Linked DNA regions of Anas platyrhynchos: region 1 is linked to region 2. Evidence: chromatin contacts called from public Hi-C data. All regions are on one chromosome and are shown on one strand. Each heading gives the region's core, a stretch centred on a gene start, on an enhancer-like site or on the middle of the called end of the contact. The rest is flanking DNA. Distances are from core to core; before and after follow the strand shown. Region 1 overlaps LOC119717008 (a long non-coding RNA gene). Region 2 holds the start of HYAL4 (hyaluronidase 4).

What was found. A called contact is a pair of places that touch in the nucleus more often than the background predicts.
Region 1: a Hi-C map of F1 follicle shows a contact between it and region 2, with 1.9 times the contacts expected there. The contact joins the enhancer-like site here to the promoter of HYAL4 in region 2. A contact is called at or near these places in 4 of 8 Hi-C or Micro-C datasets (F1 follicle, F5 follicle, small yellow follicle and 1 more).

The regions. Positions count from the first base shown.
Region 1 is chr1:23,347,850-23,354,460 of IASCAAS_PekinDuck_T2T, reverse strand. It overlaps LOC119717008 (a long non-coding RNA gene), which reads left to right. Exons shown (of 2, transcript XR_011806814.1): 2 at 489-859. Among named protein-coding and RNA genes, the nearest start is that of WASL, 6.8 kb to the left of the region's middle. Within about 2 kb of position 1,445, at least 3 of the 8 cell types and tissues checked have an H3K27ac peak or open chromatin away from gene starts, as enhancers often do. A contact at or near this core is called in F1 follicle and subcutaneous adipose tissue, where this site is marked.
Region 2 is chr1:23,300,617-23,308,019 of IASCAAS_PekinDuck_T2T, reverse strand. It overlaps HYAL4 (hyaluronidase 4), which reads left to right and starts at 4,243. Exons shown (of 8, transcript XM_005031695.2): 1 at 4,243-4,321; 2 at 6,231-6,282; 3 at 6,284-6,622; 4 at 6,624-6,757; 5 at 6,760-7,056. The coding sequence starts at 4,243.

The DNA.
Region 1 (6,611 bases), core at 196-2,695, 49 kb before region 2:
TATAATTTTCAGACACAGAAGGACATGAAGTAGCCACAGATGTTGCAAAGTAGACAATTAATTAGTAAAGCCTCTGCTGACTCCTTATGAATATGGAACTGTAGTGTCAGTGGGAAGAATCCTCTCCCTTTGTGGGCTGGCTGGCAGAAGCGTGTCCTCGCTGCTACAGTGAGCAGACTGAAGCCTGAGAACCAATGCAGCAGGACAATAAGTTCTTTCATTTCTTGCACGAATGCTGTCTTGGGTGCCAGCTAGAACTTTTTCTTTCCCTGTAGTGCCTGTTACTCGTCTTTGTTTGCTGTATCTTCTCTAGCCCTTGTTTTCAACCTCAGACTGTTTACTTGAGAATGAAGGAATGCAATTTGCGCCCTTCTGTTTTGCTCAGCAGAGGATAACATTGATTTTGCTTTGGATGTAGAAATGCATTTTGAATATATTGATGTAAGATACTGATGTGTTTTTTGTTTTGTTTTTAATTTTGAAATCAGTTACAGGACTCCCTTCACGGCTCCTCTACAATTCTTTAAAGGCCTGAAGCGTTGGACTGTATTACTCTCCTTTCCAGGACTGTGTAGAAGACAGACCAAACTGGAACGTGAGGCATCTTCTCTCTCCTCTTAATACTTCTTTATTATGCAAGTATGGTGATCATTGTCTGCAGTAACAGTGGAACAATTCTGTAGCTGCCCTGCAAATTAGAAGAAAATGGTATATTTCCCCAGTCCAGCTATCATCATAGCTCATCTTCAAAATTGTGTACCACAGGGTTTGTTGAAACACTCATTTTATTCTTCTTGCTTGGCTCATACCTTAGTGTGATTCCTGAGTTTTACACCCAGCAATAAACATGAGCGGAGTATATGAGTTGATTTTGATTTACCTGCAGGTATTAAAAGGAACTTTCACTCCTTCCTCCAAGTTTCCTGACAGCTTTTAAATTCAGTGTAATGAAATCTCCCTCCAGCCATTAATCAACCACCATAAAGCTCAAGAACTTCACCTGTTAAAAAAAAAAAAAGAAAAACATCCTTTACTGTGATCTGCTAATACATTGTTACAGCACTTTTCCTTAACAGAAGTCTCTGGCTTTGAGACATCAGCTCTTGTTTGCAGCGACTGCCCCCCACCCTGATCAGCGAGCTTGCGGCCTTGCTGAGCTGAGGGTAGTGCAAGGCAAGTGCATGCGAAATCCACCCTTTTTACTGGCAGAGCTAAGGATGATGATCGTGTCTGCACTCTGAGCTAGCCTGAGATCCGTCATCTGCTCCCAATAGCAGGAGATGAGCAACTCCCAGTGAGCAACTGTCAGATACGTAATGCAGCTCAGCACAATTGCAGCTCGGATCCTGGTGGCTGGCTTAATAACTTCCCTGTAGTTTTTCTTTCTCTCTTCCTCTCTGTCTCCCCTGCGCCCCCATCCAGCACGGAACAGCCTGAAGGAATAGGCACGGACTGCACTTTGGTTCCTGTTGGGGTTGTGCTGGGACTCGCTCGACCAGATCCTTGCTACAGCTCTGGGGCGTGCCACTTGCTCTGCTGCTGCCCTCCCGTAGGGTCAAAGAGCCACATCCCATCAAAGGTCAGCCTTCATCTGGCAGATGTTTTCAGAACCAGGGCTTCGCTGCTGCTTCAAACTGTCTCTGGCATTAGTGCTTCTTCAATTGTCTGTTTCTGTGTGGTTTTGCTAGTTTATATTAAAAATAAAAAAAGGGGGGGGGGGGTAGTCTTCATGCATCAGCATTCCCAAAGGCTTCTTGCTCCACCTCATAAAGCAAGATTGAGAACATGCGTATCTTGATCGGCCTGATTTTTGTCGTCAGGATTATTTATATCTGCTTCAGGCCAACTAGAGCCACTGGCGTGGTGACCTATATTGTTTTTACAGGAAAACGAGAATATGTTTAACAAATACAGAACCCTAACAAACCGATAAGCAAAATGAAATGGAACACATGGCGAACTGTCGTGAGAAGACGGATGAAAACCATCAGATTGTTTTTTAAAACTACATATGCAATTGACTACTGCTTGTGTAGGTGATGCATCAACAAGACAACCTGCAGCCTGTCTAGTTGTTTCACCTCAGAGACAAGTCTAAAAATAAATCTTAATTTTTGAATCCATCCTAGTAAGTAAAGATAATCAAATTTCTATAAGATCTTAGGAATATCTAGAATTTAGCACAGACCGCCAAGTTATTCTAATTGGTATTTTCCTGGCTACCCTATTATTACATTCAATTAAGGACTCTTCCCATGGTATGTTAAGGTGGCACAAATAAATGGTATCAGCGCGTCATGTGGATATCTACCACTTTATTCATGCTTGTCAACAAAGTCACACTCCTCGCAAAGAAGCAGGAGTTTCTAATTTCTTCTATGAGAACTAATTATTTTTATTTTTTTTTCTTTTTGTTAGTATTTAGTTAAAATGCTGCCAGCACAGTAGTGCCTGAAGCCCTACCCTTGTTTGGTGCCTCGGTGCCTTGTAAGTATGTACAAGAACCCAGCAGCTCCTGCCCAGGGAGGAGACATTAAACGTGGAGCAGCACATCCGCATCCTGCCTCTTAAAACCAATCATCATTGCATAAATATTGACTCTGTAGATTACAACCTGAAGTAGAGACATTTATTTAAGTTCCTTTGATCCATTTTCTTTCAATACTTGTTTGCAACAAATAAATATTGGAGGATGTGTGTGTACCACTTTTTTGGGAAGGTACCAGAGTACTTCAAGCCCTCCATGAAATTTGATGAAAAATATGTGTCTCAGCTTCAGACCTACTATTTTCTCAGCTGATAGGATATTTTTGTGCATTTTAAGAGGGCTAGAATTGAGTTTATTTGAACTCATAACTATAGACTTGGTTTTCAGCGTTTGCTGTAACTGCATACATGCAGTGCTGACCAGCTTTGTTCAGTTAGATTTTTTTGGCCTTGAATTTTCTCATATCTATTTAAAAATGAAACCAAATATCTTCATTTAAAATACTTTCACAATAATTTCAATAAGACAAGTAGCTGTTTGAAGACTCAAAACCTACAGCACAGTTATTAAGGCTTTCTGGGAAAATACTTGCTACTGCTGGAGCAGCTCTTTCACAGAGGTCATGGCATGGAGCCAGGGGAGGTTGGTAGATGGCTAGGCAACCAGGAAAAGAACAAGTTTGTCAGCATGTACAGCTGATTACTGTGAGAATAATTTTCCATAAGCATAGCCTGCACAGTGTTTGCTTAAGAGGGGTTTAATTTTTCACTAAAGTCCCTATCAGCTAAGTCGTTTTAAACTGTGGCAGAAAGTCATTTGTTCAAATCAGATGAAAGAAGGAGCAGTATGGCTTTTAATAACATCATGTTGCGGTAGGATGAGGTAGGATATTTCAATATTTATAGGCAGTATGGGATCATTCCCATAATGGTACATTATGACGATTATTTTGGTTAGGGAAATGTTTTGGTTTCTATTAGCTACAGTGATCATTTCTAAAATGTCTCAAAACTAGAAAATGTGAGAAATGTTACCCTTAGCGTGAGAAGATACCGCCTTTAGTCACTGCATTCTCCTGCTTGCAAATGCCATCTCGATTGCCAGCATGTAATCATAAGAAATAAACACATTTTATTTTCTAGGTGCATGGTTACAACTGCAGCATAACTCAGATGGGTCAGTTTTATGGTGCTCTGTCACCCACAATGTCTAACCAGGTATAACTGAACTGCACTTCAAACGTCTGAAGCAGATGTAGGTGCATTCAGCTGCTGCACTGTGTCCGTATTTCTTTCTTTGGCCAACTCCATGTCCAAGGTCAAGACTGAAAGAGAGCATTACACAGATCTCTGTCATATGGAGACTTCCTTTCTGCTGAACTAATCCCTTGTTAGCAGCATGGCTAAGGTATGGTATAAAGCAGATTGACTGGAATAAATGCATGAACACTAAACTTTAAAAGCAAAAGACAAAATCAATTCATATTTACACTGTAAAGTGTTTTTGACAGAATAATAACCCACTCCATTTTTAATCTTGTTCTTGAATATACAGAATGTTTGCCGAAGTCTCTATAATCATGTGTGTTTTACTTCAGAAGTGCTGCAATCCATAACCTACAGCCTGCTTAATTTTGCAACATGAGCTGTCTTTATCCATTATTTATTGTCTTTGAATATGAGGAGGATCAGAACATCAGACAGAAGGAACACGGTGGCTTTGAGGATGAGTCACAGGAGCAAGACGAAATTCAGTAGGAAAAAGTGCCGTGGTTAAGTGTCTCAGCTGAGAACAACTGAGCGTGGTGGGGAGCTGCCATAGCAATGTAGCCTTGGGAAGCTGAATGCAAGTCCTGGGGCTTCAGGGAGAGAGATTCCTGCTAAAGCCAGGAAGCTGTTGGTGCCATTATAATGGCCTAATGCACCTGGAGATATTGTGTATGGAATTAATAATTAAATTGGAAATAATGTGTGTGATTCTGCCTGCCTGTTTTCAAGCAGGTGAATTTGGATTGGAAGCAGTTCAGAAGAAAGATGCTTGGGAGAACAGGGAAGAGAAGATGAGGTATCATGGCAAAACAGAAAACAAAAGGCCTGAGAAAAGATAGAGCTGTTTAATCATAGCGTACTTCCTGATCGTTGAATATATATAATTTCTGTTGAAGACACATAATTTCTGGGGCTACATGTAATTTCTAAACAATCCACAATGTCTGCACCCTGATATATCAGATGATAATAGAATTTATGAGAAATACATCATGTTATACATGATACGATATAAACTCTTTAAAGAAAAGGACAGCATTGGTTCAAGAAAAATGTTTAAAAATTATTAATAAACACATTTAGACAGAAATTCACAAACTCCTACTAATCATGAGGGTAGTCTGTAACATTTCTCCAGCAGGATTAAGTGGGGGCAATAAAAATCAAACTGCTTTTAAGCAGGAGCTTGATATATTTATTAAAGGGATTCTATAAGGTGTTGCTTTATGCACCAAAGGACAGCAATGATTCAGAAATTCCCTTTATGTTTTCTGTTTGTATTTGGTTTTCATGCATCTAAAAATTCATATAAAACCAGTCACTGTTACAGAAGGAATTCAGAATCCTCTGTCTTAAAATGTATAAAAATAATAAATGATTTGGGGTCTGGTGGAGAGCAGTAGCTTCTAAACAAGTCTGTCAAATCATGATTTAAGTCTTGTTTAGTCTGCAGTGGAGAAATTGCTTTGAATAGAAAATACACAATAAAATATGTCTAACAGGTCCTGACAGAAAGTTGTTTCAGTCTATTTAGCACTTTCCAGTAACAGGTAGTCTCTACCCCATTTCATAAAAAGTAACAAAAGTGTTGCAGCCAGAATCGAAGCCTGGTTAGCTTAAAACAAAAAAAAAGTTTCTAGCCTCTCTTTACAGTGTTCTGCTCACACTGCATCTACGAATCAGTGGTTAAGTGAAGCCTCTCTGAGAGGAAGTTTCCATTCTGAGTCATAAGCGTTGGATTGACAGCCTTTATAGAAACCTAACCGTAATCCTATTAAACAATATGCTTCTATAAATGCTGAAGGATAAATTTCTTCTGCTGGATGCGGGGGCAGTAAGCTGCAGTATCTCAGAGGACAGCTTGTAGAGAATCTGTGTGGCTGTGCAAATGGAATAAGGCTGGGAACTGCCGGGCTAGGACACCTCCAGCATCTCATCAGAAAGTTGGGATATCTAATGGTACAGAACCCACCTGCCAGCAGCAGTTATTGAAGAGGTGTTTGCCCACAGGAATACAGCAACAGCTACATAAATTAAAAAAATGGTGGGTGTTGTTATTTTTTTTTTCAATATCCCCTTAGAGCAGGATATTTTTCTTGCAAGCTCCATTTGAAACAAGCATATCAGTAAAATGCAAATAACTATCACTGTACCCCTTGGTGTATATTTTAAACATACAAAAGTTAGAAAACTCATTTCTTCTAAATTTACTTTGTGGATTTATCAGAATTTGCTGTATCTCCTGTAGCTGAATTCAGCTTTATACTGAGTTCACTCTCATGTAACTGTAGAATTTGGCCACAGGCTTTACCCTTATAACCTCTGGCTAACTTATAAGTGAAAAATGTAAATGTACTAAAAATGATTTTAAGAAATGCAGACACCTCTCTTGTCACAGGAAAATAGTATACATGTAGGGGAAACTAATTTTTCCAGTATTAGAAATAAAAGTTTGGCAAACATAAAGGCCAGTCAACCCACTCAGGATGCTGGGCATACAGACAGAGGAGAAAACTAAGGGAGATCACAGATGATGTTGTAATGATGCAAAGGAAGAATGCTGAAAAAAAAAGGAGATATGAAGATGTTGGACAGGTTTGTGGAACACCAGAGAACAGGGCACCAGCCATCTGGGGCTGCATGAGGTCACTGCTCTGGTTACATCCTGGTACTCACATGTCCCAAGGGCTGGTCGCGCACAAGATGCTGTCCAAGTCCTTTCTTGTTTTCACCCTCCCACTATCACAACCTCTAGATAGCTTCAGATACAGCACTGTTATTAGTTTCCTGGGAAAGGGCATCTCAAGGTGATGGCAAGCAGGACGTGTGGACACAAACCCTGTGGTGCTTGGAGC
Region 2 (7,403 bases), core at 2,994-5,493:
TCATACGGCTGCAGATGAGAGCTAGATCAAGAGGCTGCACCAGCATGCCTCTGGTCAGGCTCATTAGATTTGTTCAAAGTCTCCTGTTCGAAACCAATCCATACACGAGGCTTACCAGGGGTTTACACAATTCCTGTCTTAAAATAATTGCAATAATCCCTTGGATTGACAACACTGAATTGTTGTATTCCCTCCAAAAATAACATTTAGTTCTAATGTAATACTCAGCAGCGCGGGGGGTTGGGGAAAGAATCAAATGCCTGTTTTATTTTTGCTGCTGCGTTACAGTTATTCTGTAGGAGTGGGAAGAAAGGAATGTCACCCGAATGTGCTGGTGCTGGGTGCAAGCTGTAATCACTGCTGCGAGCGTGTGGGTGTTTGTTCTGCACGGTCCAGGGGGCCGTTCTTATCCCAGTGCAAACGCAAAGCAACTGCTGGGCTTGCGGGAAAGTTGGTGGGAGGAAAGTCAACTCCCTGCTGTTGTGCTGGGCTACCCTTTTGTTTAATTTCTGTGAGAAAGATATGCTCAGAACAGCCAAAACGTTTTATTTTGTTTATTTATTTATTTTATTTTCTATTTTTATTTTTGTGGTTAGGGTTTACCATACAACTGAATCAAGAAAATTGAAAGAACTAAATTCTTATAGAAATAAATCCTTAATTTTTTTTAAGGGAATTGGTTCAAAACAATTTAAAATGCTATGAGTAATAATAGTAAATCAGCAATGAACTGTTGGTATTTGCTCTTTTCTCTCAGTAGCCTCAGAAATGCAGGAAAAAGGATGGCAATAACACGCCATAAAGACCATTTCTGGTCGAAAAATGTTTTCCATCCACACTGTGTGGATACAAGATATGCTCTGGCAAGTGAGGGAGCTCCCTGAAGAGGGAAAGCCCAAGCAGTTTTGATGTCTTAAAATGGTCTTCCAGTGTGTTTTTACTGCATCCTTAAGTCAGGGGGCTGCCTATGCTGCGCTGTGTCCTCCAAGCACATCTGCTAAACCGCGGTGTGGGTATTTTGAAGTACAGATACATGAGCAGCGTGGCAGGAAAGATGGGCATCCTGGGAGTCAGAGATTGACCTAACTCCTGAGCACAGGCTTCATGTCTTGTGGCTGATGTACCCTCAAAGAATGTAGACCTCCTGTGCTTTGCACATGGTGTAATCATTACAATTTTCCAATACACTATCACATGAAGGCAGCATGATAGGACTGCAGATCAGTTGGGCTGTTTCAGGATTCAGGCCATTATGTTTATTCTGTAACATAAGTGCCCAAACTCTAGCTCCCAGTGCAAGGGCTACCCTCTTTGAAAAAGAGAGTTACTGGAAAACTTTTGGGCTTAAAATAGGGAAAAATGTGGTATGGAGCACTGGGAGCCTTGGCAGGCTGGACCTAGGCTAAAGAAGCTCTTTGATTATTTAAGTGTATATCAGAAATCGACCGTCACTGGTATCCAAAACACAAAGCCAAGCATTAAGACTGATTTTATGGATGTTTCAGTGGGACATTAAATCAATCCATCAAACCAGCTGCCTCTTTGCTAGGGCTAAGCATGAGCCTAATCTCCCAGGCTGGACTACTCCCAGGTGTAATGTCTACAGGTGAGAGACATCTGTGCAGCATGAACCAGAGGAAAAGTAAATGGCATAAGGGCACTTGATCGATTTTCTTCATTTTCCATATTCAGGACTCTAGCTACCTAGTAGACCACCAGACTACAAGTACTCTCACATAGATAAAGACAAAACTCCACTATGGTGGCAAAAGAAGCTGAGATAACAGAGGCCAGGTGGCTCCTGATGAGCCTCACACAGACTTGGGGCCTGTTTTGCTAAACTCTGCTCTCCTCTGTTCATTAGTCTCAATCTTTCCTCATAACAGGTTAAAATTTACTGCAAAATTGCTATCAGTATCTGTATACCAACATGCCATTAGCATGTTAAAATGCTGGATCACAGCTTTTGATGCATTAATTAGCTTATTCCTCACAGGTGCTACGGAAAATACCTTTTCTGCAACAGATTCATACTTTCATTTGTAGCATTGTCAGGGTGCCCTACCCAGGGTTTGAAACACTATAAAATGTCCCATGACAGTTCATGCTGCTCTGGATTCAGCACCTTCGTCAGGATCAGTGAAACATTATACTATAAGGGCTTGAGTCTCAGCTACAGTCAGTCATGAGCATCACTGAGTTCGTCAGGCAGCAGTGAGGTGAGATCCTGCTCCATTTTTATTATTCATTATGCTGCATAGTCCCCTGCATTTACTAACATAACAGAGATACTCTGCAAAATCTCATCCAGGCAAATGGTTAATGGATGCACTGGTCTAATGAGCTCTCATCCCTATGAGGGAACATAGAGGATAACAGTAATGAATCCTCCCTTTCTGTCCTCCCTGAAGCTGTCGGAGTCTCTGGAGCTTTCAGGGTCATCTCTTCCGTCACCAGCCTCCGGGCATCTGTGCAGCCTCCAAGCATATTGCCTCCAAATGCAGATCTGGCACAGGAAGCAAGATTCACTTCTAGCAGCATGCCTTAAGCTGGACAAAACTTGTTCCAGTTCATCAGACTTCTGAGTGCATCAGCTTTAGCTTTGCTGATAAAAAGTCAACAAAAGGATTATTCTGTAAAAATCCAAGGATTTTATTGGATCTCTGTGGGTGTGAAAATTCTTGTTTTATAAACCATGCACATCTTTGATAAGGGTATTTAGTGACTGGCTGGCCTGTTGAGACAGCCTGTTTTAAGACCATCAGGGTTGTGCTGAGTCAATGTCATCTTGTGTAACAATGTTAGCCAGAAAGGAGAAAAGATCATTGTCTTTATTTATCATCTGCGATTTTTCTAATCCCTCAATAAGAATAGTGTAACATCTCTGAAGTAGGATTTTTGTTACAAGATAAATACCAAAGCTTGAAAGTACGTTCCTCAGCTCTAACTGGACTGGGGGAGAAGGATACAGGCTTTGCATAATCTGATGAATGCCTAGTTGTTTCTTTACCATTTAGTCAGTATTTTATTATTATTATTTTTTTTTTCAGCAGTATTCTGTGGTTTAAATATCTGGTTTAAGTAATACCCTGTATATCCGCTCAGATCTGAACCATCTGTTTTGAGCTGGTTTTGCTTGGTCCCAGCTAGAGCTGCATGCTGTCTAATAAAGACATATGGTTTCCACTTTCTTCTCTTTGCTGGGAATTGCTGCCCACTGTGCATTCTCAGGGTCAGCTGGACACCAGCACGGACTGCCTCTGCATTGACTTGGTTTACAGAAAATATAATTAGCAGAAGGGGTAGAAAAGGATATGCTCATCCTGTTTTTTTTTTTTTTTTTTTTTTTTTGTTGTTGTTGTTTTATTTTGTTTTTTTTTTTTGTTGTTGTTATTTGTTTTTTTTTTTTTTTTTGTCACTTCTGACAGATACATTTGAAAGACATACTTAGCAAAAACAAACTTAGCAGAACATTTTAGCGTGTGCTGTCATCCTGGGGTACTAAAAGCAGATTTGAAAAACCTGGCTAAAGGGAAAAATCCTGAGCAGAGCCTGGGCACAGGAATTCCTTTCGGCAAGCTGCAAACAAGTGACTTCAGAGTGCTCCCAGCTGGAGCATGTGTGTGCTTGTGTGATGGCTCAACGCATCGAGTGGAATGAAGTCAGAACTCAGCAATTTACCCTTGCACAGGAATATAAAGTGGTAAATGTTTCCTCTTTAACAATAGAGCAGCTAGAAATATCTTTCCGTGAGAGTCCCCCATGGCGTTTTTTTTCTGCTGCTTGCTGTGCCTTTGCATGTAAAAATCAAGGCAGACAGGGCCTGTGTGGGAAGTCCTCCCTGAATCCTGGGGCAAATCACTCCAGGAACAACCCTGCTGTTGGCACCTCCCCGATCCAGCCTGTGACAGATGCGGGAGCAGGGGGGCAGGACAGTGGCACAGATCTCAAAGGGGCAACTTAACACGCTGCAATTTAAAAGTGAGTGCTGCAATTCAAGAAAAAAATAATTGTAGGGATGTGCTGCCCTCTGGCAGGATTTTTTACAGCTCTGATTCTCTGAGAGCTGCAGGAACGCTGCTCAGCAATGATGCTCTGGCACAGGGATGTCTCTGCTGACAGAGGGGAGCACGCAGGGCACACTTTGAGTTCTTGGTATGGTGTAGGCTTTCAGAGAAGATACTCAGCAAATAAGGCTATTTTTCATTAAAGCTGTATTCAAAAAGGCCCATTAATGTCACCATGCTACTTGTGGATATACGGATAGTGGTTTTGAAAACCTGGGCTTCCTCTGCACTAAATGAACTGCAAGCCTCCAGAGGTGAGATTTCTCTGATGAAATGTTGAGTTCTGCAATGCCTACACTGCACTGCTGTGTCCTGGGAACTGCCTGCATGGTCAGCAGAAGGAGAAGGAGCACCTAGGACATTTCTGATCTCTCTGACGTCACAGTGTCTATCTCCTAAAAGTATCTATTAAAATATCTAGGTTGGCTGTTTGGATGTTAATGTGCTTTATTTACTTTATTTATTTATTTATTTATTTATTTATTTATTTATTTATTTGCAGGTACCTGAGATAAGGTCTTTCTAGTCCTAGCAAATAGCAAATAAATAGGAGCGTGGGGAGGCCCATAAAGCTGTCCCAGGTGCATAGATATATCTGGTTGCTTTTGTTGTTTGAGATAAGGGAAGGATAATACAGATGACTGGTAGGAATACAGTTGTAATTCCCCTTAGTATATGTAGCAGTCTGGCTGCCCACATAAAACCTGTGGTTCTAACCTCCAGTGAGTCACGGTCCCAGGAGAAACGAACAGGTAGGCAAGGACTGAGGAAGAAGAACAACAAGTAGGACTCAAATACAAATCCATGATCATCCCCCAGAGTTGATTATATGGCTACATGGGATTTCTGCAGGCTTTTGAAGGCAAGGGAAGCCTGGGGTTGGAAGGTTCATAAGACCAAGTGGGTGATTTCTGTACTGGTGAGAGAGCAAAGCAGAGGAAGCTGTGGCAGTGCTATCCTCACAGAGAGACACACACCCTTGTTGTACACGGGAACGTCTTTATAAGAGGTCACTTGCTACGTGAGCAAAGGAGAACACAGCTGAAGACTCTATTACTGTTTACCAATCTGGTATTGTACAGATATAACAAATGCTTTAAGCTCTTAGTGGTTTCTATGCCCTTGTGTATAAAACTCAGGCTCACTGATTCAACCAAGTTCAGGTATGCCACTGGTCAGAAGCTGATTTTTTTTGTGGTGGGCAGGTTGATGACCATCTTCATGGTCATCTCTCTCTCTCTCTCTTTCTCACTCTTTCTCTTCTTCCTTCTTACATATAAATATATATATATTTGATCTTCTTCTGGTATCTTTTTCTGCTTAACACACACATAATCAGCAGGGACCTTGTGACTAATGATTCCGCTCATAGCAGTGGTCACAGGCTTTGGCATCAAAGTCCACATTGCACAATGGGTTGCTGTGCAGAGCTACCAGAGCTGGTCTGGAAGGCGCTAGCTCAATGTGAGAGTGCAGCCAGGCTAATAAATAGCTCAGAGCAGGCTTTCATGGATCTGCTTTATTGTTGTCAGGGGTCTGAACTTGTATCCCTTTATGTTACTGTACTATGGGAGTAAAATATGTGTGCTTGTTTAGAGCTATTTGGACTATCTCTGGGTGACACTGTACTAGGCAGGTCAGGGATGTTCACAAAGTATAAAGACAGTGATAAAAGCTAAGGTTTGATTTTATAGTTGCTTTTATTATTACTAAGAGAGCTTGAAGAATAAGGAAACTGCTTCTTTATCAACCTTTTCATCTACAGCAGCCACAGCCATTAAGGAACCCTGGGGCCCTCTGCAGTGATGGCAGCATCCTCCATGATTTCAGTAAGACCTGGACTGATGAGACAAGCTACTGTGGGCTGATACACAGATCTTACTCTGAAAATCTACCACTTTGTTTGGTATAGATCATGCCCACTTTGTTTCTTAGATATGGCTGATGACAGTTCATATAGATGTATATGGAATAAGTATTAATGCCTCCTCTGTTATGTTTTACAGACAAACTGGAAGATCCATGTCATGTTGTCCTTTAAGTCTTGAAAACAGTCCCTGGAAATGGAGTACTACTATTCATCATTCACATTTCAGCCCCTGGCCCGACTGTGCATCTCACTCCTCCAGGCTTCTCCTGCCGTGAAACCAGTCTGACCACCAGTTTTGGAGAGGAAATGTTTTATAGCTGCCTGGAACGCACCGAGAGACCTGTGCTCCCTTCAGGGTAGTGCTGAACCTGAAAATGTTCCGTGTAACTGGGAGCCCATTAACTAAAGCAAGAGGGCAGAACGTGACCATATTTTATTTTAATAAGCTTGGCTATTATCCTCAGTACACATTACAGGAAATCCCTGTTAGTGGCGGCTGATCACAGAACTTCAGTTTGCAAACTCATCTGGAGAAAGGCAGCTGTGACATTAACTATTCCACCCCAGCTAAGGACTTCCATGGATTAGCAGCCATAGACTGGGAATACTGGAGCCCTCAGTGGGACTGCGACTGGGATGCAAAAGATGTTTACAGGAGAAAGGCCAGGAAACTCATTTCTCAAATGGAAGGGATTTTTTTCAGCAGCTGCTGTTGAACATTAAGTCAGATTTTCCTTAAAAAAAAGTGCAAAAGCTTTTATGAAGGAAACAGTTGCATTAGGAATGAAAAGCAGAACAAGGGGCCTGCAGGGATGCTGTTTAACCCTGACTGCCACAATTGCAATTTCTGTGTTAAGAAGTGCTCTGGTTCCTGCCTAAAGAGTGAAGTTTTGGGGAACAATGAACTTCCCTGGCTCTGGGATGGTGCTGCAGCCCTGTATCCTTCCATCAGCATTAAGAAATTGCTTGGAAGCAGTGAAAACATTTTGCACTTTTCTGAATTTATGGTGAATAAATCCATAAGGATTTTCTCCATGACATCCAAAGGTTGTGTTTTGCCTGTATTTGTGTATAGTTGACTAGGTTATGGAGATGAACCTTTATTTTTTTTTCTCTGTCGTAAGCTGTTGCTGGAACAATGTGGGTTGCGTTTATGCTTTAACCGTTCTTACAGATGGTACATTGGGATGGAAAACCTCCAACCAGCTCCAGCTCTGCTGGTTCATGTTAATTGTCCACATGCTTGAAGAGCTCAATGTTCTGAAGAAAAAATGCAGTCTCAAATACCCTTTTTTTAAAAAACAAACAAACAAACACACACAAACAAAAAAAGCTTTATTTCAGCACTGTGCTATACTCAAACATGCATTTGAATGGATTAAAAGGATTTCAGCAATCTGATGTAGTATGTAGGATGCAGTTAATACATTAATCCCCCCGATGTACTTTCTTCTTCTCAGGTATGC